2 separate regions of the Mus musculus genome follow, and region 2 is linked to region 1. The links are chromatin contacts, called in public HiChIP or PLAC-seq maps. All regions are on one chromosome and are shown on one strand. The core of a region is the stretch at or near the end of the contact, and the rest is flanking DNA. Distances in the headings are between cores, read along the strand shown.

The links. HiChIP or PLAC-seq counts read pairs in DNA pulled down with a chosen protein or histone mark.
Region 2: a CTCF HiChIP or PLAC-seq map of CD8 T cells shows a contact between it and region 1, with 13 read pairs. The contact joins two enhancer-like sites. A contact is called at or near these places in 2 of 15 datasets of contacts at CTCF or cohesin (CD8 T cells and hippocampal excitatory neurons), 42 of 484 Hi-C or Micro-C datasets (B cells, the C10 cell line, the C2C12 cell line and 25 more) and 10 of 115 datasets of contacts at active chromatin or transcription factors (CD8 T cells, T-cell acute lymphoblastic leukemia, Th17 cells and 5 more).

What each region holds. Positions count from the first base shown.
Region 1 is chr3:37,200,838-37,207,909 of GRCm38.p6, forward strand. No RefSeq gene overlaps it. Among named protein-coding and RNA genes, the nearest start is that of Gm36168, 20 kb to the right of the region's middle. Within about 2 kb of position 3,299, at least 204 of the 459 cell types and tissues checked have an H3K27ac peak or open chromatin away from gene starts, as enhancers often do. A contact at or near this core is called in B cells, CD8 T cells, Th1 cells and 5 more, where this site is marked.
Region 2 is chr3:37,268,904-37,275,975 of GRCm38.p6, forward strand. No RefSeq gene overlaps it. Among named protein-coding and RNA genes, the nearest start is that of Il21, 40 kb to the left of the region's middle. Within about 2 kb of position 4,033, at least 16 of the 459 cell types and tissues checked have an H3K27ac peak or open chromatin away from gene starts, as enhancers often do. A contact at or near this core is called in B cells, CD8 T cells, Th1 cells and 5 more, where this site is marked.

The sequences.
Region 1 (7,072 bases), core at 2,049-4,548:
TCTATGGCAACCTGGGCGGTCTGTCTGTCAAGCACAGAAGATGCAGGGCTTTTTCTGTGGAATGAATACGTGTGACATGAGAAATGGTTTACCTTTATTTAGCCAAGTCATTTGACTCAAGGTATCCGATTTTGTCCACTGTTTCTCGGTGATTATCATATCACAATCAAGGCAGTATCGTGTATCTGTGTCCACTCTTCTGAAACTATCTACCATCCTGAGCCAACTGTTAAAGGCTTTGAGGATTCTCCCTGTTGTAAACTTAATAATTAGCAAACTTCTGACAGGATTGAGGGCTATACTGATTGGTTATAACTGAATAGGATTTAATGACAGTAGTAAAAATCATATTAAAACAGGATAGAAATGAAAATCTTAAGCTGGCTGTCAGGCATGGGAATTGCTAAACTGTGAAGCTAGGGGCTGGCTGGCGCACTTTGGTCTATAGAGCTAAAGTCAGGTGGACTATTGATCGATCTTTAGGAACCACAATAATGACTTGTGCGCTCCCACTGTTGAAGGTGATGGCTGTAGACTGCACTGGCAGCAGGAATCGTGTGTTTAATTTGATGAGCACAGGGCCAGACTTCCTGCTTGCTGTTGGAAGTCATGAGGCAGGACTTCCTATGTGGCCCAGTGCTCTCAGCAGTCACTTGTGGCAGCTGTCACTTGTGGCGTGTGGCACTGCTAGCCTTTACTTTACAAACCCCCAGCAGAGAGGGAGAGGGAAAGAGAAGGAGAAAGGGAGAAAGGGAGGGAACCCCTTGAGTGTGCAGGAAGGTGGGGAGATAGACACATGATCAGGGATTGGTGGAGTGTGAGCGGGCTGAGGAAGACAGTGAGACAGACTCAGAGCTGAGAGTAAGAGTGGGGGAGGGCAGCAGAGTCCCTGGCAGGAGACAGAGCCAGACCTGCCTTTCAGGCAAACTGGCTGGACTAGTAGTTGCAGCAGGCTGCAAATGAGAGAGGGGGAGGGGAAAGTTTGCCACATGGATCATTAGCAAGAAAGTGCCAGTTTAGTGTTGATGTAGAGATATTGTTTTAGACCAAGACATCCCATTAAGTAGGGACCAGGCAGAGAAATACTGACCCCTGGGCGAGAGAATAGGGTTATTAGCTGCCCCTACCAGTGTCCTGAGGACATTAACAACCTAAGAGAGATTCTAGCACAGGCCAGACCACCAGGTCGACTTGTGATGGCTGGGGGCTAACGCTCAGAGCCTGTGCTCTTGAGCCAGTTCATCCAAACCCAGGAATTTCTCAGCTTCGAGAAACTGTCTACAAGGAGAGGGAAATCTCACCCAAGGGAAAAAGTCCTAAAACGAGGGTCAGGGAAAAACTGAATGTCTTCCATCCTCAAGGACAACACAGGGGTAGCTCCGAGCTCAGGAACTCTCCCCTGGGACCATGCAGATGGGAAGGGATGGGGGCTTACCAGTTCTGGGCTAGCAAGCGTGGATCTCTTGTGGTGACTGAGGTGGGATGTCTCAGTGGGCCCATACTGAGGCATCCCTTCCCCATGAGGGACCAGCCACACAATAGTATAGTATAGAATAGAGTTTATTCAGGGCATGGGAAGGGGAGTTAAGAGGGTAGTAGAGGCAGAGAAAGGCAGAGAGAGGGAGAGAGTAAAGAAGTAGAAGCTGGCCATGGCCATGGGCATGTGGAGAGAGGGGGAAGGGAAGAGCCCAAGATGGCAAGAGAGAAGCAAGCAGTAAGCAAGAGTAAGAGAGGGAGGAGGGGGGCAAGCAGCCCCTTCTATAGTAGGTCAGGCCTAACTGGCTGTTGCCAGGTAACTGTGGGGATGGAGTTTAGATACAATGCTAACTAACCTGCCATTAAACTATATATGGATCTCCTTATTCCCAAGTTTTTGGTGGCAAAACTCAATCTATCTGCCTAATGGCTTCATTCTACTGATATCAGGCTCCCTTGGGAACTCACAGTAGAGCTGGGCTGAAGGGACCCAGGACACAGCCCCAGAGCAAGAGCCATATGAGCAGGGAGGAAAAATACAAATTATACTCAACACTCAGAGGCAGAGCTAAATCCTGCTTTTCTTTACTTTGTTCTGGGTGCACACCCTATCCCCAGAGCCGGTGATATAGTAAAGGATCCAGACCCAGACACGGCCCGGTGGCTGTCAATCACACCAGCTACACTCAAAATCCACTTCCTCACAGAATGCTAGGGGGGGGCGATGATTGAGCTCTGTACTCAGTGTTGTCCTTTCCTCAGGCTGAGATGTACTCTTATGGATGGTCCTGCACATAAGCGTAGGACTAACCTCAGTGCCTGCTGAAGCACGCTCCCTCCCTTCTGCAAACTGTGCAGACCTGGCCTTCCCTGACTCCTCTGCTATTCTAAGCACTTCCTTTCCTTTCAGTTTTAGTGAATCTTTGATGGCGGATTAGATACTAGGGAAACCCTGCTCTACTAGGGCATCCAAGCAACCCTGCTGTGTCTTTCAAATATTTCCTGTTGCTTTTCTGGGGATTCCTCCCTGGTGAGGTCCTTGGTCAGTCTATCCAGGCTTCTTTCGGTAGAACAAAGGCCAGATCCTTAGTTGCTCCTGGCGCCTTCTTATCTAAAAATAGCCTTGCAAACCTGATTTTATCCATTTTCTATAAATTCCCAGGGAGCCCCCGTAGTGCTCCTTAAGGTCTAAGTAATAGTGACAGTTTGCTTTTATGGCTGAGCTGTGGTCATAACGTATTCTCTTTGCCAGCACAATTGGAACAATAAGACATTTACAACCAGTGCGAAAGTCTAGCCCCTGTCATAAGCCAGCCACTTAGAGATCATAATGTCACCTCCATATCCTATAGCTAAAGTCCTCAGGAAACACCCAGCTGTGCCAACTTAGGGGGTCTAACTCCCACTAACTGGGGGACTTGGTCAAATGATATATATGTATACAGAGAATGGATTTTACATTCAGAGGCCTCCTTACTCTGCATATCCTTACAATAGTGCCTGAAACAGATAATTCTAAAAAATACCTCATAATCATAATTGCTTTATGTCTTGTATCCAAAAGAGGCAAATCAAATCAATCAATCTTAATCAAATGCAAGCCTATTTCAGAACGCATGTCGCAGGACCCTGTTAGGTAAGCTGTGGGACTGACGACTTCTTCATGGAAACTCTGGCTTGAATATAGAATTATCTGTAAGGAGGGAGGAAGGAGGACAGAAAAGATCAAGCTCCTGACAGAATAATTTCCCTAAGGACGCACCAAGTCAGATGATTGGTTTCTTCCCCTGCACTGCCCCCTTGTGGTAAAATGTCGTTAGTGTTTTGGTAGAAAGAGGAAGTAAAGGAGACAGCGATGAAGGGAAGTCGGGCTCCAAAGAGGAGCTGCCAGCCTTCAAGGAGCTTGTGGGGAACCCTGCCCTGCCAGAGCTTCCTGTTCTTTGCTTTGTGGCCCTGTGAGAGGCGGCAGCTGCTGCTGCCCCACCCTGACCCTTTCTCTCCTCATCAGATCTGAGCAGCGTAACCAAAGATACATGGCACAGACCTCAGGAGCCCGCAGGAAAGGAGCGCCTTCCTGGAACGGTTTACCTTGCCCAGTCGTCCTGGACGCTCCCAAAGGAGGTTCTGTCGTTGTTAGCGATGTACATCAGTCTCCAGTGAGGCACATAACGCTTCAGTGAACATCTCGTCCAAAGGGACATTTGAAAGAACAAAAGAAGACCAGAAATATTTCTGAAGGAGTAGAAGCTGGGAGGGGACTTTGGGACACTTCTTTCAAGTTTCCTCCTCTGCTAAGAGAAATCTACAAACACAGGGGATTGTGTTATTCGCGTCACTGAGAGCAAGAGGAGAACGTCTGATTTGGGCATAGTATTCCAAGCACAGTTTATCGAAGTAACTGGACTCATAAATACAAAGTTGGAAAGCATCTCATGTGTACTGGGTTCTCCCTGGGAGCAAGTGCCTGTCACTGTCAGGGGAGACCTCTCCTGGAGGGCACAAATACTGCAACGTGTCAGTGATCCAGTTTCAGGAGTGAAAAATAATGTTTTGTGCAAATGCATTAATATTCTTCAAAATCTAGAAAGACATCAGAACTAGGAAGGTAACTATTGAGTGCAAACTAGCTTTTGGATGCCGTATTACTTCTTAATAAAATTTTACTAAAACTACAACCCTGAAAATAAATCAGATACTACAAATATATCCTTGTTTGAAGGCGGTGATAGATACCTGGTACGGACCAGATTGTGTCAGTGAGCAGGATCGACCCTTCCCCAGACACATTTTCAGTCAACACTTTCCTGTTCTGAGATGAGGTCCAAGGAGCGCTGGGTGCTCAGATACACTGGGGCTTTGCTCTGTAAGCAGCCTGTGGTTTCTGGGGTCCCCAGCAGAACCCCAGGGCTCTCTACCCCACATTTTGCTCTGGAAACCCAAGAGTCCTGTTGTGATTTATGAAGTGACAGAGTTAGGAAGAAAGGCAGCTCTTGGACCCGTAGCCCAACCAAACACACAAGCTGTGGTCGTCGCCCCAGACAACTGCTCTTCAGCAGGCTTGAGATTTCTCCACAGAGAGCAGAGTCCTTTCATGTGGGCAAAGAACGACTTTATCAGACAGAATGCCTCGATGCTTATGAAATGCTTCCTGAGAGGGAGGAAGTCAGGCTATAATTGGGGCAGAATTTACAACAGCGAAATCACATTTGGGCAAGTTCTCTCTTATTGCAAGGGGCCTCCGAGCCACTAGAGATGCTTCATAGATTGCCACTGTCACCTGCTGGCTGGCCTCCAACTGCCATGAGGCCCAGGGAGGGGAAGGCAGGTAGGCCCCTGAATCAAGGCTTGGGTGGTACCCAGAACACTCTGGATCACATGACCGACTTGGTTCTTAGAGGACAAGGTTTGGAAACTTTGATGTATAGGTCTAAAGCCTCAGTAGGAGGGAAGTTGGGTGGTGTCTGTCTCACCTGGTGCAGTGGCAGTGAGGCTGTAACAACTGCCCAGTCACTAGCCTGAAGCAGATGTTGTATTTAGTGCTAAGGTCACCTGTAGTTTATATGTAGCTCTTCTTGTTCACATGAAACATAGAAATCTACTTGACAGCCCCAAACGTCACTGCCACTATTGTGTTTCCTAAGGAATACAGCTGGAAGCTCATCTGTTCTTGAGCCAAGTCTTTCCCAGAACACATGGGTGGGTCTGACTGCAGAGAAATGGAGAAGATGGCAGAAATATGAAGATCAGAAAGACTGTCCAAAGGACAGAATAACAGACAGTAAAGGGCCGAGATGGATTTCATGAACAAAAGCAAAACTCAAAGTGCACATCATCTTGCGGTTGGGAAGTCCATCTCCTTCTGCTCCTTGTGGGAAATGAAGCCAATGCCATATCAAAACAAACAAAAAAATCTTGCAGCTTAACAATCCCAAAAGCTTACATCATTTTAAAATCTGTGCACTCAACATAGTAATGTCTCTTTTTTATCTCAAGAAGGTGTTCCTGCATAACTGCATACCTTCTAATGAATAGACTCACAGAAATAAAAAATAAAGCAATTTTTGTTCTTCCCCACAGGTTCATGTGAATGACTGATGTCTATTGCATAGAGGCTTACATGACTCTTGGGGTCCCCACCCCCACACTCTACCTCCCTGCCACCCCCACCCCCACACTCAACCTCTCTGCCACCCCAGGCTGCCTTACCACCCCAGGCTCTTACACTGTGGTGTTCAGCACTTCTGTCAGGGTGAGTTCCACAACTGGGAACCCTTGGCATCAGAAGCTACTGGGAACCTTACATTAAAATGGAGAGGGAAAAAATGCGAGTGTATGCGGGGTGGACATGAAAATCAAAGGCTGATCGGAGTGAGTGTTACAGATTGTATTGCTATGAGATCTCACAGGGGGTTCCTTTCAGCTCCATGGCCTTGCTTTCTCTGTTGAATGAATTCATATGAGACATGAAGTGGGGTACAGAACAGATGACAAGTAGAGATTATCACAAAGAGACAAGGGACAAGAGTGGCCAGTGGCCAGAGAGACCACTGTGAAGGAAAAAATGCATAATGTGGTAGTCGACAGTGAACAGGTGTGCGTATGAAGGCTTTATACTACTCTCAAGCATTTATGAAACATATTTCACTGTCCGGGTGATTGACAGGCCCATTTGGGTTCACTCTTCAGGGGGAGGGACAATGGTTTGTCTCTATTCTTTACTAGAAAGCCCCAATTCCTCCCAAGCCAGAGATAAGACTGAGATCCCATTCTGTTGGCCAAAAATCATGTAGTGGGGTAGACCCATAAGAATGAAAGAAAAGCATCTATAAAAATAGCCATATTTACCCAGAGGAAATGAGCTGCTCAGAACGGGACTCACTGATGCACAGCCACCTGGACCTTCCGACCTTCCGTACAGCTTTAAATCTTGAGGGGCAATTGGGAATCTTTCCTCCTTCTTAAAATTAGTATTACCAGAGACACAGGGCCCATAAGTGATTGTAAAGGACAGGCCTCATCCTCAATGACTTTCAAGCCCCAGAGTCTCTATCACCATACCTAAAACTCTGTTACATTAAGGAGGCTTTTCAAATGTTTTCTTTAAGGCTTTTTGTTTTTTTCTGTATATCGTGGATTAGCCAAGTTTTTTTAAAAAAACATGATCTAGTGAGATTTTGATTAAAAAAAAATTCAGTTTTCCTAACATTACATAAAGAACTAAGGAGTTTTCATTGCTCTGGGATGTACTAACAGGTGCATCCAGCCCTTTGACATTGCAATAGAACACTGCCCGTCTCAAAGCTCACACTTGAGAACCTCATCGTGAAATTATGAAAAAATATAAACATGCCTTATGATGTCTCAACTAGGCTGACAATTTTGTGTTGGACCACATTCTTAGCACTCCTCGTGGTCTACAGGATGGACATGCCTAGTGCATGATGGGTAGTAGGTTTCTGAAAGACATTAGAGAGAGGAAATTTGAAGGACTGGTCAACCTGTTGATGTTGGTAGATGTTGGGGGTCAGTGGGAAGTGTTCTTGTATTCCAGAACAAGGAACCGAACAGGGACATTGAGTGGTAGCAAGCAAAACAG
Region 2 (7,072 bases), core at 2,783-5,282, 69 kb after region 1:
ACCGAGTACTAAGGTCACGCTCACTCAGTGGGCTACCCAAGAATCTCTGGGGGACTCGAACCAGTCTTGTCAGTAGGTCTAGCCCTCTGGCCTAGGCTAATACACACTCACGTGGACTCTGCATGTTAACTCATAAGTCTAGAGAACATGCATGAGCCAGGAAGGAGAACAGAGAGAATTCTAATAGCCGATAGGCAGAGAGTATGTTGTATGCAGAGACTCAGAACCTCATCTCAGCGCATCAGTGAACACCTCCATTTCTTGAAAAGAAAACTCAACTTTATGGCAGCCAAAAGGATTGCTCAGTTGAACTATTAATGAGCAATGGAGCTCACACTTGGACTCATGAGGATCTTCTCCCAAAGTGGATCCTTTGTAGATTGTATCAAAAAGCTCAGGGCAGCAGCACACAGTCTGGGTTACTCTTCCTTCTGGGTTCCACAGCGACCAGCTGGGCTGGTGGCACACTGTGTAGATCTAAGATGGATGGCCATGATCTGCCCAAGAAGCCTAAAAGACAAACAGACAGGGAGCTGGGGCAAAGGAGAGCAGTAGGGACTCTGGCAGACAGGGAGGCATCTCCTACCTGATGGACATCATGGCCAGTAAGCACCTGCCTGGTCTCAATGCGGAGGTTGTGATCTCTTCTGATATTAAATGTTCGGTCAATATTTTTGCTAAATATAGTGTACTCCTAACAGTACTTCTGAGATGCTATGATCCAAACAGAGCTCTGACCCTGACCCTCTGCCCCACTCCCAGCTTTAATGGCTGCTTCCAAGCCCTCTACTTGGTCCTGGCCTCTTTTTTTTTTTTTTTTCATCCCAGGCTCTTCCTGATGTCCACACAAATGTCACAGCAGGGTAGACTGATCACAAGTCAGCTAGGTATTGGAGTTGGTTTGACTGCTTTGGACTTGAAGATGCGTGCAAACCTGTAGACTATGGCCACTGAGAATGAAGAACTAGGCAAGAGTTAGCCAAGACACCTGTAGTCAGGCATGTCAGGAGTATGCAAAGGGTAACCGTGTGGGTGACCGAGTCAATGAATTAAACATGGGAGTGTGAGCCTGGGGCTCAAGTGAATTTGGCATAGAAGAATGCATGCAAGAGAGAACAGGAAGGGAAATGACCCATAAAGAGAGGAAAAACCACAGATATGTTTCCCTAGTGCCTCTAACAAGTACCGTGAGTGAACAGTGGACATTACCCACAAAGCCAGAGCTGGTGGGGGAAATGCCCGTGTGAGATTAATCCAGGATCTGCTAGTTTCTGCTTTCATGTGTGTGTGTGTGTGTGTGTGTGTGTGTGTGTGTGTGTGTGTGTGTGTGTGTTTTCCAAGTTCTAAACTGGTTGGGCAGCAAACTCCAGGCAAGGATCTACCTGCTTCCATCTTCCCAGTACTAAAATCACAAGCAAGCACCACAACACCTAGATTGTTTTGGTTTTGGTTTATTATGAGTTCAAACCTAAGTTTTTACGCTTGCAAGGCGCGTTTTTATCAGCTGCGATACAGCTCTGGCCCTCAGCAGGCTTTCTTCCATGACATGTTATTACATGCCCACCAGAAAGTAACTTACATAAACAAAGCAAGTGATAGTAAATAATTACCATAAATCTTCTATATGAGAACTGGGGAGCATTTCCATGCAATTCCATGTAAATCACCTGTCTGCTCTCCCAATATCTCATTCCCAAGCCCTCTGGCTCATACTGGGTTTTATCCTCACAAAACCCTAAGGTGTGGATGTATTAACTTCCTCTTCTTTGCAGATGGGTGGAATGGAAGATGATCTCCAAAAGCCACAGTGTGGGTGAATGACAGATCAGGGCTATTTCACCAGCCATTCTGTCCTCCAAGCCTTCTGTCCATCACCTTGGCATCAGTGGACTGTTTGTATCATTTCTATCTAGCTACCTATCTATCTGTCTGCCTGTCTGTCCATCTGTCTCTCTGTTCCTCCATCCATCTGTCTATCTATCTATCTATCTATCTATCTATCTACCATGTATCTATCTATCATCCATCTGTCTGGCATCTTTTTAAATTATATGACTACAAGTGTTTATTGGAGAAAATCTTTAAACATAGAAAATCACAACTAAAGCCACAGTTTAAACTTGGTACTTGTGTAGCATGGTACCTTTTTATTGATAATAACTTTCCCATGTTCCCCTTGGTAGAGATGGACAGAGCAGTGTGGATAATAAATGTACCATTCTTTTCAGAGGTCCATCTCTCCATATGTCTTCATATGCACACAATGTAACGTCAGAATTTAGTAGGATCAAATAGACTATTAAATGATTCTGGACTAACTTACTCATTTGAAAAGAGAGGCCTATAGATGACCCATGTGTCTGAATAACCTAAAACCTACAATTATTGAGAGGACTTCTCAGAGAATAGACAAAGCATGTCCCAGCTCTGTGCACATACAGAAGTGAAGATAACCTACCCCTTCCCTGGGTATGCTAACCTACAGGCAGCCGCTGCTGCCATCTGTTGGCAGTGTGTGGAAGTGATGCATTTCTTCCTAGGTGCATAACATGGTTCCTTTTAGGCAAATCCTTAAATATGAGAGCCCTTGAAGAAAGAAAGAAGTGGGAGGGGCACAAAAAGAAGAAAAGGAAGGGGAAAGAAAAAGGCAAGTGCATGCAGAGTCAGACATGGTTCAAATACTAGCAGTTCCAGTGTAATTAAACAGTCTTTGTTTCCCATCTTTAATGGGGATGCTGTCTAGTTCATAGAGATGTTGTAAGAATTAAATAACAATACATACTAACCTGACCAAATGCTATCCCACATCTCTGTGACTGAACACAGTGGCAGTCAGTTCCCTTCTGAGTTGTAACATAGGGCAAATATTGTTTCCTCCAGTAACGCTTCAACTTGAACTTTCCAGATTATCTAGGATGCCAGCCAGGAAAGCAGGAGGAAAGGGTGTGGTGTTTGCAAAAGTAGAATTTGTAGACCAGACATGGTCTTCTACTGCACACTGCTAACTGCATCTCAGTACCACAATGGTATCAGCTGCCTGAAAGGTTGGAGACAGCAGCTCAGCATTCCAGCTAAAGAACATGAGAAGTTCAATGATCCCATGCCTTAGTAGCTCAGATGGGGGCACTTTCTATGAGAAACATCTTTAAGCTTGTTCTTGAAGGACCTACTGGCCGTGGAGAGTGGAGATGAGATGTGGGGTGCTACACAAGAAAGCCCTGAGGAGCATCCCAAACAAGAGGCCATGATGAGGAAAGACGTCTGACTAAAGAGATGATGTGTTATGTAGGTAGAGAGTAAACTAAAAGGAAGTTTGACAGGTAGTATTAAGGAGTCAGTGAGAGGCTTCCAGGCTTGGAGAGCTGTACTAGATCCAGAGAACCCCAGGAGAAAGCCAGCAGCCCTGTGAAAAAATCAACTGGTTACTGTAAGAAAAAACCAGAGTGCAACACAACACTTGATGCCTTTTATCGAACTTCTGAACTTCAAAAATCTGAGTGCTGCATTAAACAATCCTCTGAATGTTTTCAAGATTCTACAACTGTTCCAGGGGCTGGGCGACAGCTTTATGTGGTAATGGAAAAACAATGGGGATATGGCAAGAATCAATGGGTTACACTGAGAAGAGAGTCCCCCTATGTCAGAGAACAAATAGGTAGCCAAGACGTGAGTCAGAACAAACTCAGAAAGCACCTAGAAGCCTTCCCTGTTTGAAGCACACCAGCCAGTTTCACATGGGTGAAGTTTGGTTTTAAAGAAGACAAACCGAAAACACAACTTGTTTGTTTAGATTTTGTGATCCTCCTGGAGACTTCAGGGCGGCTCTAGGCAACGTGAAGGGAGAATGATCTTCATTGTAGCACAGTGGTAGAGCACTTTCCTGGCAAGCACGGGGTCCTGGGTAATTTCTTCCTGGAAACATTGGGTTTCCTTGGAGAGAACAAGAGTGCACAGGGTCATTGTCTCCTGGCCCACATGTGATGAACTTGTTGAAGCAGGTACAGGCACAAGTCCAGTCCTGTACATACCCAGGTTTGAGAGAAGGTCTCGTGTCTCAGAACACTAGCAAAGCCCAGACAACACCCCTGACCGACTTTAGCTCTTACAGCATTCAAAAGGAACATATTTGTCTTTATTTTTAAGGAAAAGATTAGATTTTAGATGAATGGTTATTTGCTGTGTGCTACATCTTTATTTACACAAATAAAATATCCTACTGTTAAAAACAACCCACGTGACCTTGGCAAGTGCCGAGTCTGCTCTGGGCTTTGGACTTTTGTTTTCTTCTCTATACAACATAGGATTCAATTATATAATCTCTGAGGTCTCTTTCTGATCTGAAACAACAAATTCTAGAATAACTTCCTGTTTCTGGTGAAGCGACATGAATCTTGAGGTTACTTTATCGCATCACAAGAAATCTCTACCATTGTTGAAAAACCTAGCACTCCACGGAGGGAGCCCTGGGGGAAGCGTTATTTAGGGGCAGCATCACGCCTTCATGGCTGAGCCCAGAGCAGCTTACCTTATACCCCAGACAGGAAGGGACAAGAGCTTTAGTCATACCCATCTGCTTCCCAAAACCATGGCTCTGCACTGAAGTCCCTTCCTGTGTGCACTTCCCAACTGGACATGGGTTTGATTGCTAGCCTCCCCTTAGACCTTATCTGATTCAGTATTTCTACATAAGCCCATACCTCTCTGAAGGATATTTACTCTAAAAGCAGGAATATATCCTGGTGTAGCAATTTTAATAGTGTCCAGCACAGCAGGTGATGTTGTGAGTGATAACAATTGCTGGAAAACATCAGATTTCTAGATCGTGAGGAGCCATCTGCAACTAGTTAAGAGTAAATTGATTGCCATTATGTTAAATGCATAAGTCAGTCTCCCATCTGTACAATGGCTGGCTGCTGCCACATCACGCTGTAGAACAGAACTGCCCCATCACCACAGAGAGCCCACCTGACAGTCTGCCCACGTGCTGATCAGTCACATAGAAATGCCAGAGAGCTTGGGAGGCACTTAGACTTTCTTCTATGTGGGTTGGCTCAACTAGTTTCAGCATCATATAACTCGCCACCTCACAAAGTGGCCCATTCTACTCTTGGAAGACTTCGTATTAGAAAGCTGGTCCTAAGGAATCAAGAATGCTGTCCCCCCCCCACACACACACACACATACACCGTATGCACAGGGCAATTGTAATGATTCCTCTCTCTAGCGATTCAGAGTGCAACTCAGTAGTAGAGTACTTAGCCAGCATACATGAGGTCTTACGTTCAGTCCTCAGCACAGAAAGAAAACACAAATGAGTACCCGTAAGTTTTGAGAGTTGAATTCTTTAGTTCGAATCTCATCTTCCTATGTTGCTGTCCCTTGTCTTACTTTTGTCGCCCCTTTCCTCATTCTCTCTCACCCTCCCTCTCTCCCTACCTGTCTGTCTGTCTGCCTGCCTGCCTGTCTCTCTGGTCTTGATAGAGACCAACCCTACTGAGCCATAGCCCCTTGTTTTATTGGCTTTGCACTGCACACTTTCCGAGAGCATGCCTATTTCTTCTCCAGCAGAGCAACGATTATGCAGATTGTGTGTCCGTGTGTCAGAGCACAGAACAACTTCCTGCATCTCCCCCCAGGTCTAAATGTAGAAACCTCTAAGAGGCTTGCTTTAGTTTGACATTTTGCAACTGAAAGAGGACATCAGAAGCGCTGGGGATGAATGGTATACTTCAAAATGGTGTCTACAAAAGAGGTTCTAAATGTCGGGCTCCACAAGAAAAGGCATCTCTTCCTCGTGGGTGGAGACTGCAGGGGAGATACAGTGTTAAGTGCCACATACAGCTTCAGACCTGCTCAACAAATGCCAGTGGCGTCTATGCTGGGCCAGCAGATAACCAAGATGTTGCTCCTAACCTGCAGGTGCTATCAAAAAGGCCAGTTGTTCCTTTCAAAACTTAGCACCAAAACCTAAGTGATTTCAGCCAACGTTGATAGTTCTGGGTACAACTGATAAACCAGCTATCAACTTTACACACAAAAGGATTGATACCTGACTCGTTTCATCAGCTTTAACATGTGATCAAAATTAACACTATCATCTGTGTAGCGCATATATATATATATGTGTGTGTGTGTATATATATATATATATGCAAACACACATATATACCTATATCCATGGATTCTGCATCCATGAATTCAACCACTGGTCAAAAGTACTTTGAGAACATACAGAGTCTGTAGTAAAGATTTTTAAAAATATTTTTATTTAAGTGTATATGTGTATGTCACTGTATGAATATATACCAACTGGGTACATTCCCACAGAGCACAGAAAACAGCATCAGATCCCAGGAGCTGGACTTACAGGCAGTTGGGAGCCTACTGACATGGGTGCTGGGCACTAAACTCAGATCCTCTACAGCAGCAATATATATGCTCTTCACCACTGCAGATTTCCTTCTTGTCCTTATCCCCTCCACATCCCAGTATGACTGTTTATATTGCATTGGATGTAAATAATCCAAAGATGAGTTAAATCACAAGAGGATTGCATAAATACTATGCAAATTATATGACAATTATATGCAGATATGTAAGGTATGTGAGCATCTGGTCACTTGGGAGGTATTTGAAAGGGTACCTGTGATAGATGGATAGATAGATAGATAGATAGATAGATAGATAGATAGATAGATAGATAGATTTACATATATACATATATGTACATGTATATGCATATATACAAAGACACAACATAGAGATACATTTTTATATAAGTTAATTATGCTTTATGTTTTATATGGTAATAGACTTATACTTTATGCATAAAAATGCATTTCAACATACCTATTTCCAGTTGCAAAACTGAAGCATGCATTTTAATGTCGTGTGATGTCTATGCACACACACACATAGGTACTGCGGATATTTCTGCAAGATACGGGGAAAATCTTTCACAGAAGCCTTGGAAGAGCAGGAAAGGATTCTTGAGACCTGGAAAATGACTCATTTCTATTTCACTTTACACTCGCTCATAAGTTATTGGTTCTTACTTTTATAACAACAAAGT